Regions from separate parts of the Mus musculus genome. Here region 2 is linked to region 1. The links are chromatin contacts, called in public HiChIP or PLAC-seq maps. All regions are on one chromosome and are shown on one strand. Each heading gives the region's core, a stretch centred on a gene start, on an enhancer-like site or on the middle of the called end of the contact. The rest is flanking DNA. Distances are from core to core; before and after follow the strand shown.

What was found. HiChIP or PLAC-seq counts read pairs in DNA pulled down with a chosen protein or histone mark.
Region 2: a contact with region 1 is called in an H3K27ac HiChIP or PLAC-seq map of embryonic stem cells, with 4 times the contacts expected there. The contact joins the promoter of Phf19 here to the promoter of Niban2 in region 1. A contact is called at or near these places in 1 of 39 promoter capture datasets (pre-B cells) and 1 of 115 datasets of contacts at active chromatin or transcription factors (embryonic stem cells).

What each region holds. Positions count from the first base shown.
Region 1 is chr2:32,873,413-32,878,123 of GRCm38.p6, forward strand. Niban2 (niban apoptosis regulator 2) reads left to right here and starts at 2,722. Exons shown (of 14, transcript NM_146119.2): 1 at 2,722-2,992. The coding sequence starts at 2,938. Gm13523 (a long non-coding RNA gene) reads right to left here. Exons shown (of 3, transcript XR_003954026.1): 3 at 23-568.
Region 2 is chr2:34,911,405-34,916,115 of GRCm38.p6, forward strand. Phf19 (PHD finger protein 19) reads right to left here and starts at 2,572. Exons shown (of 15, transcript NM_028716.4): 1 at 2,537-2,572; 2 at 213-398. The coding sequence starts at 392.

The sequences.
Region 1 (4,711 bases), core at 1,472-3,971:
GACCAGAGGTGACATGCAGGTACAGCACCCTACAGTTTACAGAACCTTTTCATTTTTATTTTTGCTGGCTTTTCTTTTCTTTTCTCTTCTCTCTTTTCTTTTTTTTTTTGGTTTTTCGAGACAGGGTTTCTCTGTATAGCCCTGGCAGTCCTGGAACTCACTCTGCAGATCAGGCTGGCCTCGAACTCAGAGATCCACCTGCCTCTGCCTCTGCCTCTTGAGTGCTGAGATTAGAGGCATGCACCACCACCACCACCACCAGGTAGAATTTTCCCACTTTTGAGGTCATGGGAGCTCGGGGTAGTTGAATGGCAGACAACAGAGTTTTAAGCCAAGAGGAAAGGGTCCTTGTGCCAGGGACCTGACATGTGTTCTGGGAAGTTTATGTGCCCCAGGCTCTGGGCCTGGGTGTACCATGAAGGCTAGGGACAGGCTACCAGTCACTGTCCTCCACCTGGCCCAGGCCTCTAGCTTGGCTGAGGAGCCGGTCAGGTCGTGGTGGGGCCCAGCTGGCTCTTGCTGTCCTTTCCCCAGGCAGCACAGACCTTTCTAGGTTCTGTAGTTGAGGCTGAGGGAAAGGAGAAAAATGAGCTTATTAGCATCACTTGCTTCAGGCAGCCCAGAGAAGTGACATTCAGGGTCAACTGTGATGGCCCTGGGTCCCTACTGTGAGACTTGGACAAAAGTCGCTTTCCTTCTCTGGCCCACCTCTGCACAAGGAAACTGAAAATCTCTGCCAGCCTGCCTCCAATTCCTCCTGGTGACTCTGAACACATCCTGTTTTTCTCAGGCTTGCCCTTTGCCTGTGTGGGCCCCGCTCCCTGAGTGGCCTTTCCTTGCTACATGCTGTCACAATTCTCGTTTTTCAACTTTCAGCTCTGGTACTGTGCTTAAATCACTGTCCTCATAACACAATGTTCTGTTCCCTCCCTCAGACTTCAGGAGGGCAGGGACCAGAACAACATTTCTGTTTATTGAGAAAGTGACTGTCTATGGTAGGCACTCTCTCTCTTCCTAGCCTCCCCACAAAGTATCATTACTCTGACTTGACAGGTGAGGGGACTGAGCTCAACAAGGAATGCACTTGTCCAGGGTCATAGAGGATAGGTAGCTTGTGTGTGTGCATGTGTATGTGTGTGTGTGCACACAAACCTGTATATGTTTGTGTGCATGTTTTCTAGACAGGGTCTCTCTCTGTAGCCCTGGCTGTCCTAGAACTCCCTCTGTAGATCAGGCTGGCCTCGAACTCAAGAGCTCCACCTACCTCTGCCTCCTGAGTGCTGGGTTAAAGACGAGAGCACCACTAGTTGTCCAGTTTAGCCATTGAACTTTTGAAAGAGGGTCTTCCTATGTGTCTTAGACTGGCCTCAAACTTGCTTTGCAGCTTGTTTAGGCTGACCTCAACATCTTATCATTTATTTGTTTATATGTACATGTGTTTTCCTGCATGAATTTATTCACCCCAGGTGAGTATAGTAGCTTGTAGAGGCAGAAGTAGTAGTCAGATACCCGGGAAATGTAGTTATAGGCATTTGTGAACTGCCTGATGTGGGTGCCAGGAAAGGACCGGAGTGCTCTTGCAAGAGTAGTAAGAGCTCTTACCGCTAAGCTAAGCCGTCTCGCCAGCCCCACAGCCTCAGATCTGTCCTCCCTACTGCATGCACCCCTACACTTAAGCACAGCATCTTGCAGGAGGCTTAGCAAATGAGTGTTCACCACAGTGGCTGACTGCTGATGGAAAGCATGACAGAGAGTCTGCATCACCTGGTGTGGTGGTGACAGGCCTACAAGACAGGTGCCTAGTTATAGGTAACTGTTACAATCCTGCTGCCAGGTGTCAGGGTTACAGGGAGAGCAGCTAATAACTGGTGGAGCGCATTATAGTGGTGAGCCAAGAGGTGTGAGGGAGCAGCAACACAGCCAGCCCTGGTCACACAGGCAGTGCAGACCAAGTCATCAAATTAGTCTCCTCTACCGGCTTGGGAGGTCCAGAAACCGAAACACCTTCTGTTAGTTACCTACCCATGCCCAGCCCTACTGTACAAGTACCCAGAGTCCGAGGTCCCGGCTTTTCATTTCAGACAGTCTAACAAAGTGCAAAAATAGCCTTCCTGCTTTGCTCTGTTCAGCAAGCCTCCTTCGAATGAAACGCCCACGAGCCGGGCCTGAGGAATGACCTCTTGATGATATCTTTGAGCTCTAACCATGTCCCCCCGCACCCCCCGCCCCATCTCTTCCCCTCCCTTGTCCCTCAGTCTTCCACCCCATACTTGTCCATTTTCCCTCCCCGTCTACCCCTATCTATTGTGCAAGACGGGTTGGCACACCTTCTAGGACAGGTCCGATCAAGGCTAGGGGACTTCCCCAGTGCAAGCAGCTGTGGGCGAGACTGGGGGAAGGGGGCAGGAGGAATGCTGAATTCCCACACGTCCGTCCCGGCGTCCCCTTGTAGTCCCTACATTGTCCTCGGCTTGAGGAGGGGAGAGGAGACGCTTAGGCTACAGCCCCAAGGGCTCTCCGTTTTCTGCGATACCCCCATCAGCCTTTTCTTCGCTGCTATCTGAATTTGAAGCACACCAAGCAGGTCCGTCCCGGGTCTCCTTTCTGGGGATCTTCTCTTTGTCTAAGTCTCCTCGCTGTCTGGAGGTCCCCTCCCGCCTTGGACTGGAGAGGAGGGCGTGGCTCCGACAGGGGCGTGGCCTGGCCTGGCCTGGCGGGGCGGGGCGGGGCGGGCGCCGGGGCTTGGGCGCGGGCTAGAGAGGCAGCAGCGGCCGGAGGGAGGGACGCGGTGGGGATCTCGGTGGGAGCGCAGAGAGAGCAGCCGAGGCGGCAGCGGGGCTGCGGGGCGACGGCGGCAGCGGGGCCTGCGGACTCCATGGCGCCAGCGGCGTCAGTCTGAGTAGCGGCGGGCGGATCCGGCCGCGTCTTCTCCTCGCCATGGGAGACGTACTGTCCACACACCTGGATGACGCACGGCGCCAGCACATCGCAGGTGAGCACCGCTCAGCGCCCGGCCGGCCTGGGGCTCCCCGGGCACCCCGGGCCACGCCTCCGATCTCATGGGGAGCGGTACTCGAGAGTCAAGGCCCAGGTCGGGACGAGAGCCGGCCAGACCCTTACTCTTCCTCCGAACTTGTTCTCTCTCGGTCTGGACGGCCCTTCCAGGCCCTTCTGTATGCTCCTTTCACCCTTTGAGGAGCCTGGGATCCCATTTCTCTACTGGATCCCACTGCTCCCCTTGGAGCCCAGCCTGGCCAGAACCATGCACTTACAGGCGTGGCGGAGGGGTCGCGCCCCCCATCTTTCCCAACAACGTTCCAAGCCTAACCTCTACTCTGGACTCTGCCCCACAGAGTCAGACCTTCCAGACTCCCCCCTCAGCTGCCTTGTTCCTCCTCGCCCTGGCCTCAGTCCGGGTACACGTGGCTGAAGCTTACAGGGGGATGGGCCCTTAGAGAGCCGGGGACCGAATGTGGAGAGTGGGGCTAAGGAGAGATGGGGTGCCCTTGAAGGGGCGGGTCCCTGTCTTTGGGCTTTACCTCAGCAGAGTGCTGGCACTACAGCCTAGGGGGTCTGTTTATGGCCAGAGCTGGTTCTCTCAGAGCCAGAGTTCAGTCTCTCAGTACCTCTCAGTACCTTCCTTCTGCCAGCCTTGCTCTCAGCCTGTCACTGCGCGGTGGACACTTCTCTAGAGGGAGTTGCTCCCAAGTCTGTGGAGTGCAGGATCCTGGGCTCATTGTAGGGAGTGGGAGATGGGGTGAGAATCTCAGGCTATCCCAAAACAAAGCTTGGCTGACCACAGGCAAGTCAGGCCTGGCGGTCCTGAATGTAATTTCAGCTTCTCTCCCAAGTGTGTGATCCTGAGCCAGTCTCTTTTGTTTTGGTTTTCCCAGCCAGGGTCTCACCATGTAGTTGTGGCTGTAGACCTGGCTGGCTTCGAATTCGTAGAGAGCCACTTGCCTCTGCCTTCCAAGTGCTGGGATTAAAGGCCTGGGGCACCACTGCCCTGCTTGAGCCAGTCACAATGTCCAAGAGCTTCGGTGTTGCCTTCCTAAGGGGCGGGTGTTGACTTCTTGGGATGGCTGCTGAGAGCTTAGTGAGCTTTGCTTAGTACAGGAGGCCCTGAGACCTGGCGTGCCAACCAGCTGGGTTTATCAGAGCACAGGAAGAGGAGACAGTTCCTTTGGTTTCATTTGTCTCCCTGTTCATTGAGTGTGGTGTCCCTACATTATCTTGATGTCCTGTTGGGTGCTTGGCTATATTTCCCCTTGATAGCAGGGACCCTAGAATAAGGCAGGTGTCCCCACTTCCAGGGCTTCACTGTGGCCGGGCACAAAGAAGGTGCCAAAGAAGGACTATCCAGTCACTTGGCCAGGCCTGGAGTTGGGGACAGGATGGGTGATATAGACCATTTCTCACCTCTGAACAGCTAGGGGTTAAGTCCTGGAAGGCCTCCTTGTAGGACAAGGCCTGGGCTCAGGAAGGGCAGGGCGGAGTCTTCCTGTCCCTTCCCTGTTGGTGGCAACCTCCTGGGGTTCTGTAACAGTCTCTCCATTCAGAGCCTCCTCTCAGGCTCTCAGCAAGCATGGGTGGGGTGTGCCCTACTTCAGTGGTTTTTTTTTTTTTTTTTTCTTTTCCCCACACCCAGATCTCCCACCTTCCCAAGTCTTAGGCTGAGAACCCACCCCTGACCTCCTGGCCAACTCCCTGA
Region 2 (4,711 bases), core at 1,322-3,821, 2.0 Mb after region 1:
GGGCTGCTTTTAAGGACAGAAGAGCAGGCCAGAGAGTCTTCTGTACCCTGTCCAGTCTGATGCTTGCTTAAGTTCTCTGAAGAACCTGCTGGGCCACATTGCCCCTGAGGACAGCTCTGTTCCCTTCCACTTCCAGTTTCCAGGCATGAGGGATAAAAAGGGATGAGCAGAAAGACACATGAACCTGGGCCCAAGGACCAGAGCAGACTCACCCGCTTGATCTTGCCAAGGTAATATAGCCCGTCTGTCCACCTGCATAGCACGAACTGTCCCTCTGTCACCTTAGACATCAAGTCTTTGAAGTTCTTTTTGGTCTTAGACAGGCCCCCCTTGTTAGGACTGGTGGCACCAAAGGCTTCCAGAGTCCCTGGTTCCAGAGCTTGAGTCTCCATTAGCTTCTGCTGACATCGGAGAAGAAAGAACAATGTTTATCTTGCCACCTGCTCCTGAAATTCTGTAAGGCTCTCAAATGCATTTATTGACAGGACAACTCTGGGAGGGAGACATTATTATCTCATTCTAGGGATAGGGAAACAGGAGACGCAAGGAGAAGTGGCCGATGACCCAGAGGCAGGGCCATGGCTCACAAGGAGTCAAGGTGGCTCTATACCATACCTAGCTGCTTCTAAGAGAGTGAATCTTCCCACTGTGCCTGGCGCAAAGGACCCATGGATCTGAACCCCACTACGAGTCCAGGAGGCTGAGGCTTTGTCCCATATGTGGGCCAGTTCTGAGGATGCAAGCACTTAAGATGTTATGTTTCCCCTAAAATGTGTTCAGAGAAAGGCCCACCTAGTACTGAAAACTTTTGAGGTGGCATGGGAACCGTGTGACATAGCTACATGCCCTCCTTTTGTAATTCCCCTTTCTATTCTCAATTAACTGATGACTTCATGGGAACCAGTCTGGGGCATTTAAACCTGTCTGAAGCACATCTGCCCACAGCAGCTAAGCCATTCCCATTGCACCTAACACATCTGGCTCTCCCCCATCTCATTGAAGTGCTGCCTTTCGCTTCCCTGCCACAGTGGCTCCTGGTGCAGTGGCCTGAGAATCTCCAAATCTCCACCCTAGAATGGTTGGAGCATCCTGCCCAATTCCCCAGCGTATTCTGCTTCCAACTCTGTCTCAGTTTTCTTCATCAATTATTTCATTCATCTTTTCCAAGCCTATTTTCCTGAGCCTGTCGCTTGCTACTACTGGCTGGCACCTGGTACGGGGAGTCTCAGGACACCCAGCTTCCCTCCAGGAATCTTCCAGAAGGTTTGTGGCTTCCCAAACCTTCAGGAGTGGCCAGCATTATTGCTTTCTCCCCTCCGGGGGGCTCACCTGGCATCACATTCCTCCACATACATACACTCTAAGGTCAAACACAGCTTGCCGTGTGTGGGGATGGTGGGGGCGCTCCTGCTCAGGGTCTCTCCCTCTGCCTAGGTGTTGGGCACCTGGTGCCCTGCCAGCCCACAAGAAGACAGCTCTGGGTGTGTTTCCATGTGAGTGCCTCTTCAGAGAAGGTTAGTCTGGCAATGTGCTAGTCCTATACGTAAAACTAAATACACGTGGACATATGAGGGGCCTGGGGCGGCAGGGCATAGTCAGGGTCTTGGGTCTCCCGATGATGGGAGTAAAGCTCCTCTTGCCTTCTCTCCCTCCTGTCTTTTATTCCAGGGCAGAGGCACAAGCACCAGGTGTGGGCTGTAGTCAGAACTTTTGCCCTCTTCCCTGGCACTTGGCTCTTTGGGAGCTGGGAGGTCCCTGCTTGCTTGGGCCTGGAGTACCGCAGGGCCGGCCGGCCTCAGCAGGTTCACAAACTGACATTTCCTCCCCCACTGAGCTTTTGGGGGCAAGCCGGGTCGCTGCGCCCCCGAGGCCGTGCTGGGCCCCCGGGTGGTGGCCCCCCCATCCCGCCTCCATCCTCCTGGAGAGGGCCCCCGAGGGCTGTGATTGGCTGATTCAAACCCATCGGCACAGAAATGCTTGTTTGCGGGTTCCCGTCGGAGTCCAGTTCAAATCCGCGGCACTGGGCGCGCGGGGCCGGGCGGGGGCAGGAAGCGCGCATGATTCATGCGCCGAGGCCTCTCCAGGGCGGCCGTTGGCTTTTTAAAAGGGTGTTCAGGGGGGAGGATAGCTTGCAGAAAGTGTCCCCTTCAGCTTCAGGCACTCCTTTCCTCAGTTGCTCTAATTGCAAACTTTCTCCCGCTCCCAGCCGATCGTGCCTTACTTTGGACGTGAGCAAAATCCCAAATGTCCTGCCTATCCTCCTCTCCATAGCTTTAAATGGAAAAGAAAAGGCACACGGCCACAAACGGAGACCTGTCACCCACACCCTGGCCAGCGTTGGGATTGTGGCTGGGACTCCCGCTGCCCTGAGGGTACCGCTCGGGCTCCATCTCTATCCCCATCCCACAAGCGCGCAGCCTCCAGCCCCCGCCCGGGGATCCTAGGGCTCAATCTAGGTTTCTAGGAGAGGGGTCGTGTGCAGGGATTAAAGCGTGAAACGCGGACACTCCCGGGGCGCCCGCAGCGCGGGACTTACCGCGAGGCAGCGCGTCAGCCGGTCCCACTTGGAGTCTGGCCACCAGGCACATCGGCGGCGGCGGTGCGCTCGGCCCAGGGCTGCCTGGCCGAGTGTCCGCCCCTGGGGCCGGGGTAGGGGTCTCGGCGGGGGCGGGGCGGGGCGGGGGCGCCGCGGGGAGGAGGGGACGCGGGGAGGGAGGGGCCGGTGAGCTCAGGAAGGGGCCCCCCGGGCGCGGGGCGCCATCTTTTTCGCGTTTTCCCGCGAATTATTGACGTCCCCGCTTATGTAATTAGCAGGGGCCGCACCGGCTTTGCCATTGGAGCCCGCGGCTGGCGGGGCCCCGCAGCGTCTCCCGGGGCCGCCCCCGCGCAGCGAGTCCAGCGGGCACACGCGGAAACACAGCTGTACAGAACCACGGCTGGGCGAGCGTACGCACACCACACGCACACAGCTACTACACCCAGACCCTTCACGACCCGGGTTGGTCTCCCAGCACCTTGATCTTACAGAACCAACATTCCACACTACTCCTTGGAGACCAGGAAAAGCCTAAGAGAATCAGACACAGGACACACACCACATATATATGTGTGCCATAAGTCACAACACTCAAATGACACTGCCCTCAGCATAGACTCCCGCGAAACCACGTGCAAGGCATACACAAGTCAGCAACATAGAGCCCCGACACAGTGACCACAAGACCCACTCGAGTATGCCAGTCACGCACTGTAGAGTTAACAGTGTAAAAGAGATAGTCACACAGACCATGTGCACAAACACGGCAAATATGAAAAGGGCAAGCTTAAGACAGATCTTGTGGATAGGGCTCCAATCAGATAAGATCTCCCTCCAGGAGAAAAAAACCAGAGTGTCCTGAACCAGACGCACTCTTGGCGCCAGAGCTTGAGATAGTGTCGGTCAACACCCCCTACCTGCATCCCTGCTTTCAATCTGGACTGCCCACTGCACCTGCTCGAATGGCTCCCTGCAGACACACCCTGCTGGGATGAGTGCATTCCTGGTGTGCTCTTTCCTCCTAGAGCCTTCCCTGTTCATTTTTCAGGGTTCACATTGGCCCTCTGCTCCCTGGGGTGTGGGCAGTCTGGCCTGCAGCTCCTGTCTGCCCCCTCAGTTTGAGATACAGGAGTCCTCTTCCACATGCCCACATTCCCCTTTACTTCTGGGTCTTACTGCTCCTCCTGAGGATTTGACCCACAGCAGAATCTGGCTGAGCCTGGAAAGGAAGTTGGTAGCAGCCCCACCAGACAGGCTCTTCCAGCCCAGGAAGGCATAGCTGCACACCACTTTCTGCAGAGATAACCCTTCTCTGTACAGGAAGCTCTGTCATGAGCCTCTAGGCTGGCCAGAGGCACCTTTAGGATTCCAGGGACAGAGACAACAGAGCAAGCCTGGCTTTGTAACTCACAGGCTGGCGCCACCTATTCCTGGATGTGAGATTGAGTGTGTCACTTTAGTTGTCCAGCTGTTGGGAAGGTTAGAGGCACTGTATGCAAAGTCCCTGTCACCCCATGGGTGGGCAGAAGGTAAATACCGTGCTTTGTCTAGTCTGTATTCATCCACTGTTCTCTTGTGTAGGGCTACAACTGGCTTTGGGCACAAAGGCAAGTAAGAGAAATGGGGCCTGCAATCTGGTGAGGCAGCCAGTACAGGGGTAACACTTTTATATAAAAAAGGTCTTTAGCATGGAATTAGGGAATTGTTGCTATGAGGCCAGTTCTGCCTCTGAGCAGGGGGATTGTGGGTAAGCTAGCCCCCAAGGTTTATTTATATACCCCGTCCTATCTGTTCCAAAGCGGGGGCAACACTACTCTGCCTCACGGGGCCGTGGCCTAGAGAGAGGTTAACATAGGCTCAAGAAGGAGCAGGTGCTTTGGTAAACTCCAAAGCAGTGTGTGAAGTGAGAAGGTGTTGACATACTAAAGACAGGAGACTTGTAATGTCACCAAAAAGGTTGTGTGTCATTCACAGTGGTTTACAGGCTAAGGTCCATGGAGAAACTAGCATTTGGACAGGATACAGTAACAGAGAGGCCCGTATTTCAGGAGGAGGGAATTTCAGGAGGGACTGATCAAAAAAAAAAAAAAATAATAATAATCCAGGTTAAAAAAATAAGAAGTGCTAGCTAGGTGTGGTGGCATAGGCCTTTAATCCCAGCACTTGGGAGGCAGA